Linked DNA regions of Hordeum vulgare: region 2 is linked to region 1. A link is a contact called in public HiChIP or PLAC-seq data. All regions are on one chromosome and are shown on one strand. The core of a region is the stretch at or near the end of the contact, and the rest is flanking DNA. Distances in the headings are between cores, read along the strand shown. Region 1 holds the start of LOC123401000 (armadillo repeat-containing protein 6). Region 2 holds the start of LOC123402730 (MADS-box transcription factor 22-like).

Evidence for each region. HiChIP or PLAC-seq counts read pairs in DNA pulled down with a chosen protein or histone mark.
Region 2: a contact with region 1 is called in an H3K4me3 HiChIP or PLAC-seq map of embryo, with 3 times the contacts expected there. The contact joins the promoter of LOC123402730 here to the promoter of LOC123401000 in region 1. A contact is called at or near these places in 2 of 6 Hi-C or Micro-C datasets (leaf and seedling) and 1 of 1 datasets of contacts at active chromatin or transcription factors (embryo).

The regions. Positions count from the first base shown.
Region 1 is chr6H:512,558,040-512,563,101 of MorexV3_pseudomolecules_assembly, reverse strand. It overlaps LOC123401000 (armadillo repeat-containing protein 6), which reads right to left and starts at 2,005. Exons shown (of 8, transcript XM_045094716.1): 1 at 1,800-2,005; 2 at 1,414-1,707; 3 at 957-1,240; 4 at 108-236. The coding sequence starts at 1,932.
Region 2 is chr6H:512,738,316-512,743,484 of MorexV3_pseudomolecules_assembly, reverse strand. It overlaps LOC123402730 (MADS-box transcription factor 22-like), which reads left to right and starts at 1,944. Exons shown (of 8, transcript XM_045096683.1): 1 at 1,944-2,439; 2 at 4,395-4,473. The coding sequence starts at 2,258.

The sequences.
Region 1 (5,062 bases), core at 756-3,255:
GCCTCATGAAAAATGGAGCCTCACTACTGCAGAAATTGAAACCATAACAAAAAAAAACGTTTTAAGTATCATATATGGGATACGCATATATCATAGTTTATTCTTACATTAACAGCAATTGCTTTCAAAGCAGCACAAGCTGATGGTAAGCTGGATGGAGCAACTTGCTTGCGGAGTGCGATGACAAGAACTTCTGCGACGCCAATTTCTGCAAATTTCCGTGAATATCCATATACCTGCATCACAAGTCTGTCAATCTCATCTCTTTGGATCCAAACTTCATTCATACAAGAAGGCCTAATTCCTTAACAGACAAATTATTAAGGTACATGAGTTTATAATGAAGTCATAAACTGAACATATTAAAATCAAATGCATCGGGATGCATCGGGTGATATATAAGTAAATTGCAGTGTCAACTTGCAAGCAAGAATGCAAGATGTACATGTGCTGATGACATTGAGAAACCAGAATGTTCAAAATATGAAACCATGTGATACCAAGTTAGCTACTATTATTTTTTGTGAACATTCTGTCTAGTATCTAACCATCACCAAAAGTTCATGTCAATATTTTCCTACGGATACGATCTTATGAGTTTCACCTCTAGCCTACCCCAACTTGTTTGGGACTAAAGGCTTTGTTGTTGTTGTTGTGGATACGAAATCTAACTACATTGAGACGTCCACCACTATTTATACATCATGCTGGATTGCAGTTAAAATAAAGCTACCAAATTTATATTTTAACACCTAATTTAGCCTACTATGCATCTCATACAGACAACACTTTATTATAACTCAATCAAATTTCCCCATATGGATTTATCTCCGGTAAACTAATTTCATGAGTATCAAATTCAAACCGAGTAACAAATGTGCAAACCAAAATGATGCACTTGTTAATGTAAAATTAGGGTAAGTATTGACATAATTCTACAAGCACATAGGACATACTTGAGAAGCCACCACTCGGTTATCATCAGGTGTCAGAAGAACACGTATGGCATCATACACGCTTTGCACTTTACTATTCGATTTGTTCCTCATAACCTCCAGAATGAGTTCATCGACCTTCAAGTCCATGAAGGCATCTTTCACAACTTCATTGCCAGCAGATGCCATTGCCACGACACCAAAACCACCATCCAGTACATCTGTATTTTCCAATGCTCCATTCAAGATATCCATGACAATTTTGGGCCCTTGGCTTTGCCTGAATTTCTCAGTACTCCCCACATCTACAGATTAGTTCATCCCCAAATGTCAGACAACGAAAAGAGAATGCTGTTCTGGTAGATGGCTAGATCATATGGAGAAAATTAAAACCCTCACATCTATCCTCTGGAGTCTGGAACGCAAAGTCAATAGAACATCCTCCTATCAAAGAACATTCGCGGAGGCAGCAACATACCACGGATCAGGGAGCTCAGCGCCTTCAAGCCCGAAGCAAGCAGCCTCTCCTGCTTAACCCCAGCCGACGAGCACAGGGCGACGAGCGCCTCCACGCCGCCGTTCCGCGCCGCCACGGCCGCATTCTCCGCCCCCTCGCCGGAGCACAGCTCGAGCAACTCGTCGAGCAAAGGGGCCAGCCTATCAAGATCCTCCCCCGACCTGCCGCTGGAGGAGGCCTTCAGCTCGTCCAGCACCCGCATCACCGGGTTCACCTCCTCCGCTGAGGCGTCCCCAGGCACGCGTCTGATGATCCCTGCAGGATGCGGTGAGAGGCTCAGTTCACCGCGTGCAAGAGAGATAGGAGATCTGAAGCCCTGGAGAGGATGGGGAGGAGTTCGTGAGTACCGGAGAGGTTGGCGCCCTGGAGGGTGAGGGCGTCTACGGCGTCGGCGAGGGCCTCTTCGGGGTCCATTCCCAGGTCTTCCATGTTCTCCCGGACCATGTCGTCAAAGGCCTCCTGCGAGATCGCGATCGCCATTTCCTGCCCCGCTTGTTGTTTTTCGGTGCGGACTGCGGAGTGAACAGATGGAAGAGTGGGGAGAAGAAGGGTTTGGTGTGGGGTTTCCGCTCCCCTCGGACAGATATCAGGGCAACTGGTCACGCCGCAACATGCGCCCACGTATCAGCCATCCAAACGAAATTCAACGCTTAAGATTGTCCAAAGGCAAGACACCCCACACCTATCGAGGCAAAATGAATTTTTTTGACCCAAAAACCAAACTAATGCACACACTGAACTATGTTTGAATATTTTTCACCCACCTGACCCTTTTGTGTGACGCATTTGTCTTAGGCGTCACACTACACTGTGTGGCGCCCGATACTACGTTGTGTGACGTCTGAGACCTAGTGTGACGCCTAAGGCATCGGCGCCACACTACACGGTGTGGCGCCTAAGACAAAGGCGTCACACAATGTAGTGTGACGCCCGACTGTCGGCGCCACACAAAAGTGTCAGCTGAGTGAATTTTTTCCAAACATAGTTTAGTTTGTGAAATATTTTGGCTTTTGGGTTAAATTTGTTAATTTTGCCCACCTATCGACGCTCGCACACCTAGCACATCATCACAACAATAATAAAAATAATAGTTGAGGTCACTCGAGGCCTGGCGCGAAGGGTTTCCTTGACGACTCATGTTTTTTTGTCAGCGAGGTTGATCCTCGTCCAGATCTCGGCGCTCATCCTTCTGACTAACCTATCACTCAAAACCAGATCGATGCGACGAGAACATCACGATCCACCAAAAAACCCATACCTTCTGCCCAAACCCAGTTCACAAGTTTGAGGTGGCACCAACTCTAGATCATCCAACACCTAATCCACCTCACTACCTCCCCCTTGGGTCGCCACCACGCGGTCGTAATACCCACTGCAAAGCCGTCGAGAATCTTAGAGTTTCAGTGGGATGCCATGGCGATGGAGGTAGTTGAAGAACTGATGAAGAAAATGACGTCGTCGGTCGCGGAGAAGGGGGGAGGGGTGAAGTTAGGGAAGAAGGGAGCGTGGAGTAAGCGGATAGATCCTCGGGCTATAGGTAAACTCATGTCAAATAGGCCAGTGGTAGCGGAGATGTTGGAAAATACACCCAAGAGGGTCTAGTGCGCCATGCATGAGTTACATACACATGCGGGGTGGTTTGAGGGTCCTCATTGGAAATGAACTTAGTGTTAGGAAACATAGTAAAAAACAAAACAAAAAACCGTCCTACAATCAATCAGGAACACTGTGAAGATGCAATGAACGGTTGGGATCGGGTTGTTATCGACTCCGAGTTGAAGCGAAAGAAGACGAGACGGTGTAGATCGTTGATGAAGTTCCTTGAACCGTAGATGAACGATCTCACGAACCGCCCACAAACGATCTCTCGAACTGACGACCGAAAGCACGACCTCTCTACTTGGTTGCAAGCGTACGTTCTTCATGGTCCGGCAGCGCTTCGCCGTCCAGAGCTTATCGTCGCCAGAGAATTAGAGTGAGGAGATTAGAACCACACTAGACTTCTTATGAGGATTAGAGGAACTATGTCTAGCTCTAGTTAGTCAACTATGACCAATTAAAACTAGAACTAGATGAACTAGAGGAGACTCCAGAACTTGTGTAAACAATAGAGCCAATGCCTCAAGTATATATAGGCCCTGTTTGGAACCACTCAGATTATATAATCCAGTTTTTATAATATCTGTCTCCAAATAGGACAGATTATGGTGTAGATTATAAAAACTAGATGGTCAGATTATTAAAAACTCATAATCTACTCTACCCCAGCTAAAATCAGATTATGGATTGCTAATGACCCATTACCCTTGTAAAGTTGGAGTTAATTACATTCCTACCACCACCACCCTCCTCTTTTAAAAAAAAACAGAGGGCACACAAGTCATTATGCAATGTAAAACCTGGATTACACTTTATATAATCTGGCCTCCAAACATGTCCACCTAGATTATTTTTATAAACCAGATTATATAATCTATCTTCATAATCCAGATTATCATAATCTATTGTGGTTCCAAACATGGCCATAGATTAGAGGGCAGTGGAGGGGCTGCCATCAAGGAGGGGAAAGTCCATCCTTGGGGTGCCGAGCAAGGAGGAGGAGTTGGACTTCTCCCCCACTCTAATTCGCCCCCCACAAGGAAAAGGGAGGGGGGCCCACTTCACTTGGGCCCTCGTGGCCCAAGTTGCCTTACACCTCTTGGCCTTTTAAGGCCCGTCGATATTTAATTATTTATAAAATCCTTTTAATAATTATTAGACCCTTTTATATATAATTTAACATCACCGAAAACATTTTGCACCTATATATTATTTTCGATAACCTATGAAACCCTTCTGGTGACCTCGAAACGCTTCTGAATCCTCTCGAAACTATTTTGAGTATTAATGAAATAAGTTCAAAAATATGTTCTCATTACTCCTATCCTACTAACACCCAGAAGATCATGATTAACTTAATATTTTGACCCTGTAGGTTCGATAACTCATAGACATGAATGAAACTCCTTCGTTCAATGATCGATAGCGGAACCTTGGACGCCCATATCGATCCCTATGAGTACATGAATGGTATTTGAGTGAAACTTTGGTTATCATGTGATATTACCTTTGCTTCGCAATACTTTACAAAACCCGAGATGCATCATTATCCTCTTGAGTCATTCACATCTTCACTATACCATTGTACTCGTGACTAGTTTTGTTCTTATTTCTCGTTGATGTGTTTCGGCATCCCTGTGACATAGTCATCTATGTCTGGCCACACGATGACGTATGTCATCACACCGAGAGGGTCCAACGAATATATATCCATCGTCGGAGGAGAAAATCCCAGTCTCGAGCTATCTAATCTCTTGTCAAACTTTCCAACGAACATGTAAGTTGTCATCATAATCACCTAGTTACAGATGACGTTTGAGCAACCCCAAAGCTCATCAGACGGAAAGAAGTGACTACGATACTCTCATGGTCTAAGGAACATAAAAGCATGTTGACACTCCATGTTATAACAATTAAATTTAGAGGATATCATCTCAAAGTATAACAAACAAGTTTGGCTCGATTCAATATGATCGCTCTTCTAACGTCATACTCTCGATATAATTTTAGG
Region 2 (5,169 bases), core at 695-3,194, 180 kb before region 1:
ACATTGGGTGGATGACCATTGAAGGTATTATTCATGTAAACAGAATAATCATAATTCTCTGACTTAAATGAATAACCGCATTGCAATAAATACGATCTAATCATGTTTATGCTCAACGCAAACACCAAATAACATTTATTTAGGTTCAATACTAATCCGAAAGGTAAGGAGAGCGTGCGATGGTGATCACATCAACCTTGGAAATACTTCCAACACACATGTGTTGGCTTGTGCCCCCCTAACACACCTTCCCCCGACAGGTCTTCGCTCCATAATTCCTTATAAATCCCACAAATAATTCACAAAAAGTTTCATCTGATTCCGATAACTTTTATTTCTGCACGAAAATAACGCTAAAGTAGTTGTGCTGAAAACAACATCAGTATGAGTTAGTTTTATTCAAATCATGCAAATTAGAGGTCAAAACTAGAGTAAAAGTAGATACGTTGAAGACCTATCAACTCCCCAAGTTTAACTCATTGCTCGTCATTAAGCAATTCAGTTGATAGAACTGAAAATGATAAAGAAAATTAAAAAAAACTCTTTTATTCTTGTCATTATACATATCTTCTATTTTTAAATAGCTAGAACCTAATACATAGTTTTCCTTTTCACGTAACAATGCTACATCATCAAATCATGCATGTAGTCAAAAGTTACTTTTTTCATTAATCACTTCGTGCAAAACATACCCTCATGCATGATTTTTTTCTAGATAATTAAACAAGACATTTTTATAATGGTTTTTGCATTAACATTAGTTTTCTAATATTTATTCATATATTGTTTAATAAATTTTCCGCAGCAATGCGCGGGGCATCGTCTAGTGCTTTTCTAATGTTTAAGTTTTCAACATAAATCATATTTAACCACATTCATGATAATAATTAAGCATCATATTCAACGATGATAATACATAACCAACTAGCAAACAATAATAAGATATCTCACATGTCAACAGTTTGTCAAAACAATCACGATATAATATGGTGATACGATATCTCGCTAGCCTTTATGAAACCGCACAATCTTGTACATTTTACACATCTAAAATATATAAAGATATCCATCACAAAAAGGTTTCCACCTTAATTACCATTCCAGTAATCTTCACAAAGTCCAGCAAATCTATCTGAATTTCAGGAAACAGCCGAGCAAAGGAGGAGACGGAGGACGGGTCACAAGGTGAAGACGAGACAGCAAGAAACCCAGCGGAAAACGAGAGAAGCCAGCCCAAAACCAGGGAAAGCCAAACCAGCATCGCGGCGCACGGGGCCGGGGCCGGAACAGCGAATCCGGGCGTCTGCAGTGACACCACGCGGCCGCGGGTGCCGCCCAGCCCGCACGCAGGAAACTGAAGCGAAAACAAACGAGGGAGGGGAGGGAAGGCATGGCAAGCGAGCCACAGAGTGGTTGCCGGAACAGGGAATCCGGGGGTCTGCAGTGGAGTACGCGGCCGTGCCCGTGCGTGCTGCCCATGCAGCAAGGAATCAATTCTCCCCTACGGCTCTACTCTGCAGCCTAGCTCTGGCTTCCCTTTCCTTTCCGGCCTTCCCTCCCCCCTCGATTCCTTCCTTCCTTCCTTCCTTCAGGCACGGCCGCCTGCTACAGCCAGTACTGTTCTCGTCCGGCCGCGCCACCCTTTCCATTTCCGGCACCCTCCCTTTCCTCCCCCCCTTCCCCCATCCATCAACCCACCCAGCCCCCGCCCAGCTACTCTACTCCCCCCTAGCCAGCCAGCCAGCCGTCCACTCCCCCCTCTCTGCTCCGGCGCCGCAGTCGCGTGTCGCATGCATAAACAATGACTGGGCCGGCGGCCCCCACCCCCGTGCCTCGTTGAATAATCGCGCTTTGTTTATATGCGCTTAACCTCGCGTGGGCTGGCCCGGGCCGCGGTCGGCCCGGTTTTTATTAGTAGCACACCCCCGTTTGCCAATAGGAGCAAAGCGAAGCGCTGGTCCCCGTCTCGAGACCCCGACCCCCGCGTCCGCGTCGCCTCCTCCACTCCACCTCCCCCTCCCCTTTCCTCTCCCCTCCTCTCCTTTCGCATCCCCCATCGCGACCGCGACCGCAACCCTCCCGCCGCATCGGCGAGTGAGCCGCGCTCGGTGCTCCCAGCCAGCCTGCCTGCCTGCCTGCCCGGGCGACGCGCGCTACCTCGGCGTGGGTGGTGGCGGGGGGAGAGAGCGCGCGGGGGCGGGGAGATCGATCGGTCGGTGACCGGGACCTAGGAGGAGGGAGGACCGGAGGAGACGCGATGGCGCGGGAGCGGAGGGAGATAAAGCGGATAGAGAGCGCGGCGGCGCGGCAGGTCACCTTCTCCAAGCGCCGCCGGGGCCTCTTCAAGAAGGCCGAGGAGCTCTCCGTCCTCTGCGACGCCGACGTCGCGCTCATCGTCTTCTCCTCCACCGGCAAGCTCTCCCAGTTCGCCAGCTCCAGGTACATACATATACGTCCCTGGTCCCTCCCGCTGCGCGCCGCTCCTTCTCGTCTCGTCTTGTCTCGCGACGGTCCGTAGATCTGCCCTTCTCTCTTCCCCTCCGGCCTTCCCGGGCGCAGGATCCGGCCCGCCTAGGGTTCATGCTGCGCCTCCTCGCGGGCCGCATGTCTGTGCCGTGTGCTTCTCCGCGCCTCGCGCGCCCGGCATGCATCATGCGACGTGCTAGCGGGGCGGATCGCGTTGCTTAATTAGCGCCGCCCGCAACGGATCCTCTAGTTACGTCTGCGGCTGTCGTTTTTTTTTGTTGCCGAAATGGGGATTTTGTGTCTGTTCACTGTAGGATAGTAGTATAATGCTCCTGTAGCTGGTTGCAGATTTTTCTGTTGAGCTTCTTTTTTTTACCCGATCGAGCGGTGTGTTGAGACTGAAGAGCATGCGGGCCTTTGCCAGTGCCGCAGCTTCCGTTTCTATTCGCTGCGTATGTTTATGCATCGTCCGTTCTTGTGGTCTCATCCAAGAGGATGCCCCTCGAGTGCTCCGGTGGGGCAAAGTTGAGCCTGCTAATGGCGTACGGCCGGACTTGTGATTTTATGTGCTGCTACTCCTACGTTGCGTCGCTCGCTGGTTTCTAATGTGGACTTCGTGTTCTGTGCAGCTTGTTATTTTTATCTGTACTCGTATGTACTGTAGATATCGGTTACTGTTGTTTGATGAGATATTATTTGTACTCTTGCACGCATTGTTCGTCGCCTCTTTTCCTTTCTTCTTAGTTTGGGTGTGAAGCTTCCTCGACGGGAGAAAGCAACGATATATTTGTGGTCCATATATAGATTGTTGTGCTGATGTCCTCCACTTGTTTTGTTCAGGTCCCATACTCTGCAGTTCAGCGTGACCGTTCGGGGATAATTTGTCCTAGTTAGCTACATAGTATTCTAACACAGTAGCATCTTGTGCATTATGTTTGTTTACGAGATTCTCATGTAACTTCGAACGGTGCATCACGCTTCTTGAACTTATGTACTGGCTTTACATGCGGATGTCACTGTACTGGAAGTTTTTTCTTTCTTTCAAGAATGGTACTGAAAGAATTTATTAAAGATGAAATAGTCTTAGTTGTGCTGTATATGTTGGCATTGAAAAGATTCCTCAGCTAATCAAAGGATACACATTTGTTTAGCTGAGGATGTTGAGATCATACACAATTAGTGTGTATGATCTCAACTTCTTTTTTAAACAGTAACTGTCGGGTTAAACAATAGCAACATTTTGAGGAGTCCTCCGGTGTTCTAATTTTTTTGGATTCCAACTTCAGTAATTATCAATAACCACGCATTTGTCTAACATAGCATTACAAGCAAATCACTATGACTTGGAACTCTTATTAGCAGCAAACAGTAGGATCTAGCAAAATGTAAGGACACTTGAGTCCAGCATTAATTTCCTCCGCGGCGCAATATATTTTCGTCACTTGTAGGAACCTGAGCAAGTAATTAGTATTTGTTTAAGCAATTAAAGAATAATCTGAACTGAATGGTACATGATAAATGCTGAGACCATCTAACTATACAAAGTTAATGAGAAAATGATGTAGACTCAGTTTCGATGCTTTCTCACTAAGCTATTTGGATTCAAAAACCATTCTTACTTTCAATCTGGCTAAGGAGAGTCTCTCTTCGTTTAAGAAATAAACATGCTTTAGCTTTCTCTTCTGTTTGTTTAGTCGTAGCCCATGGCACTAACAGCATCATCTTATATATGTTGAAATGTATTAGTTAGGGGCTGTTTTTTCTTTGTCACGGTCATTGTTACAATGAACTGTCAAAGTGACTATAGTTAATGTCATGGTGCCCCTGTATAATTCTGAACATCACCGTATCACATTTATTTTAGTCATTTCCTTTTTGTTGGATAGTTGCAGCTTCATGTGGTACTGATATTGCCTTTCCTTGGACAGTATGAATGAGATCATCGACAAGTACAGCACGCATTCTAAGAACCTGGGGAAAACAGACCAGCCTACTCTTGACTTGAACGTAATAAGCACTTCTCACCCTCATTGATGTTAGCCAGCAAATTAAAGTTCTTTGATTATAGCATCCTAATACTTGTGAATCTACATGAGCAACATAAGGATGTGACCCAAAATAAAATATCTTGTATTCAAGGACTAACCTGCCACAAACCTTTTATATAAATGCATTTTTTCCATCTAAAACCATTGAAGCAAAACTATGCTTGGTACCCTTTAAGAAGCTATAAAGAATACTTGAAAGTTGAAACAACAGTTTCTTCTATACCCTTATCAAGTTTTTTCGAGTTGGGTGACAGGCCACATATAAGCTAATGATAGGCCCAGTATTGTTCATGATAGCTGTAAAAATGGTATACTTCATAATTCTCTTGCTTTTATTAATGGGTGTCAGCACTCTATTAAGTTGAACCCTTGGGCACAATAAAACTTTTGTTTGGATTATCCATGTTTTTTTTCTTGGTTTGTGAAATGATTATCCATTTGTAAATACAAACAACAACAACAACAAAGCCTTTAGTCCCAAATATGTTGGGGTAGGCTAGAGGTGAAACCCATAAGATCTCGCGACCAACTCATTGTTCTCGCACATGTATAGCAAGCTTCCACGCACCCCTGTCCATGGCTAGTTCTTTGGTGATGCTCCAATCCTTCAAATCTCTCTTTACGAACTCTTCCCATGTCAAGTTCGGTCTACCCC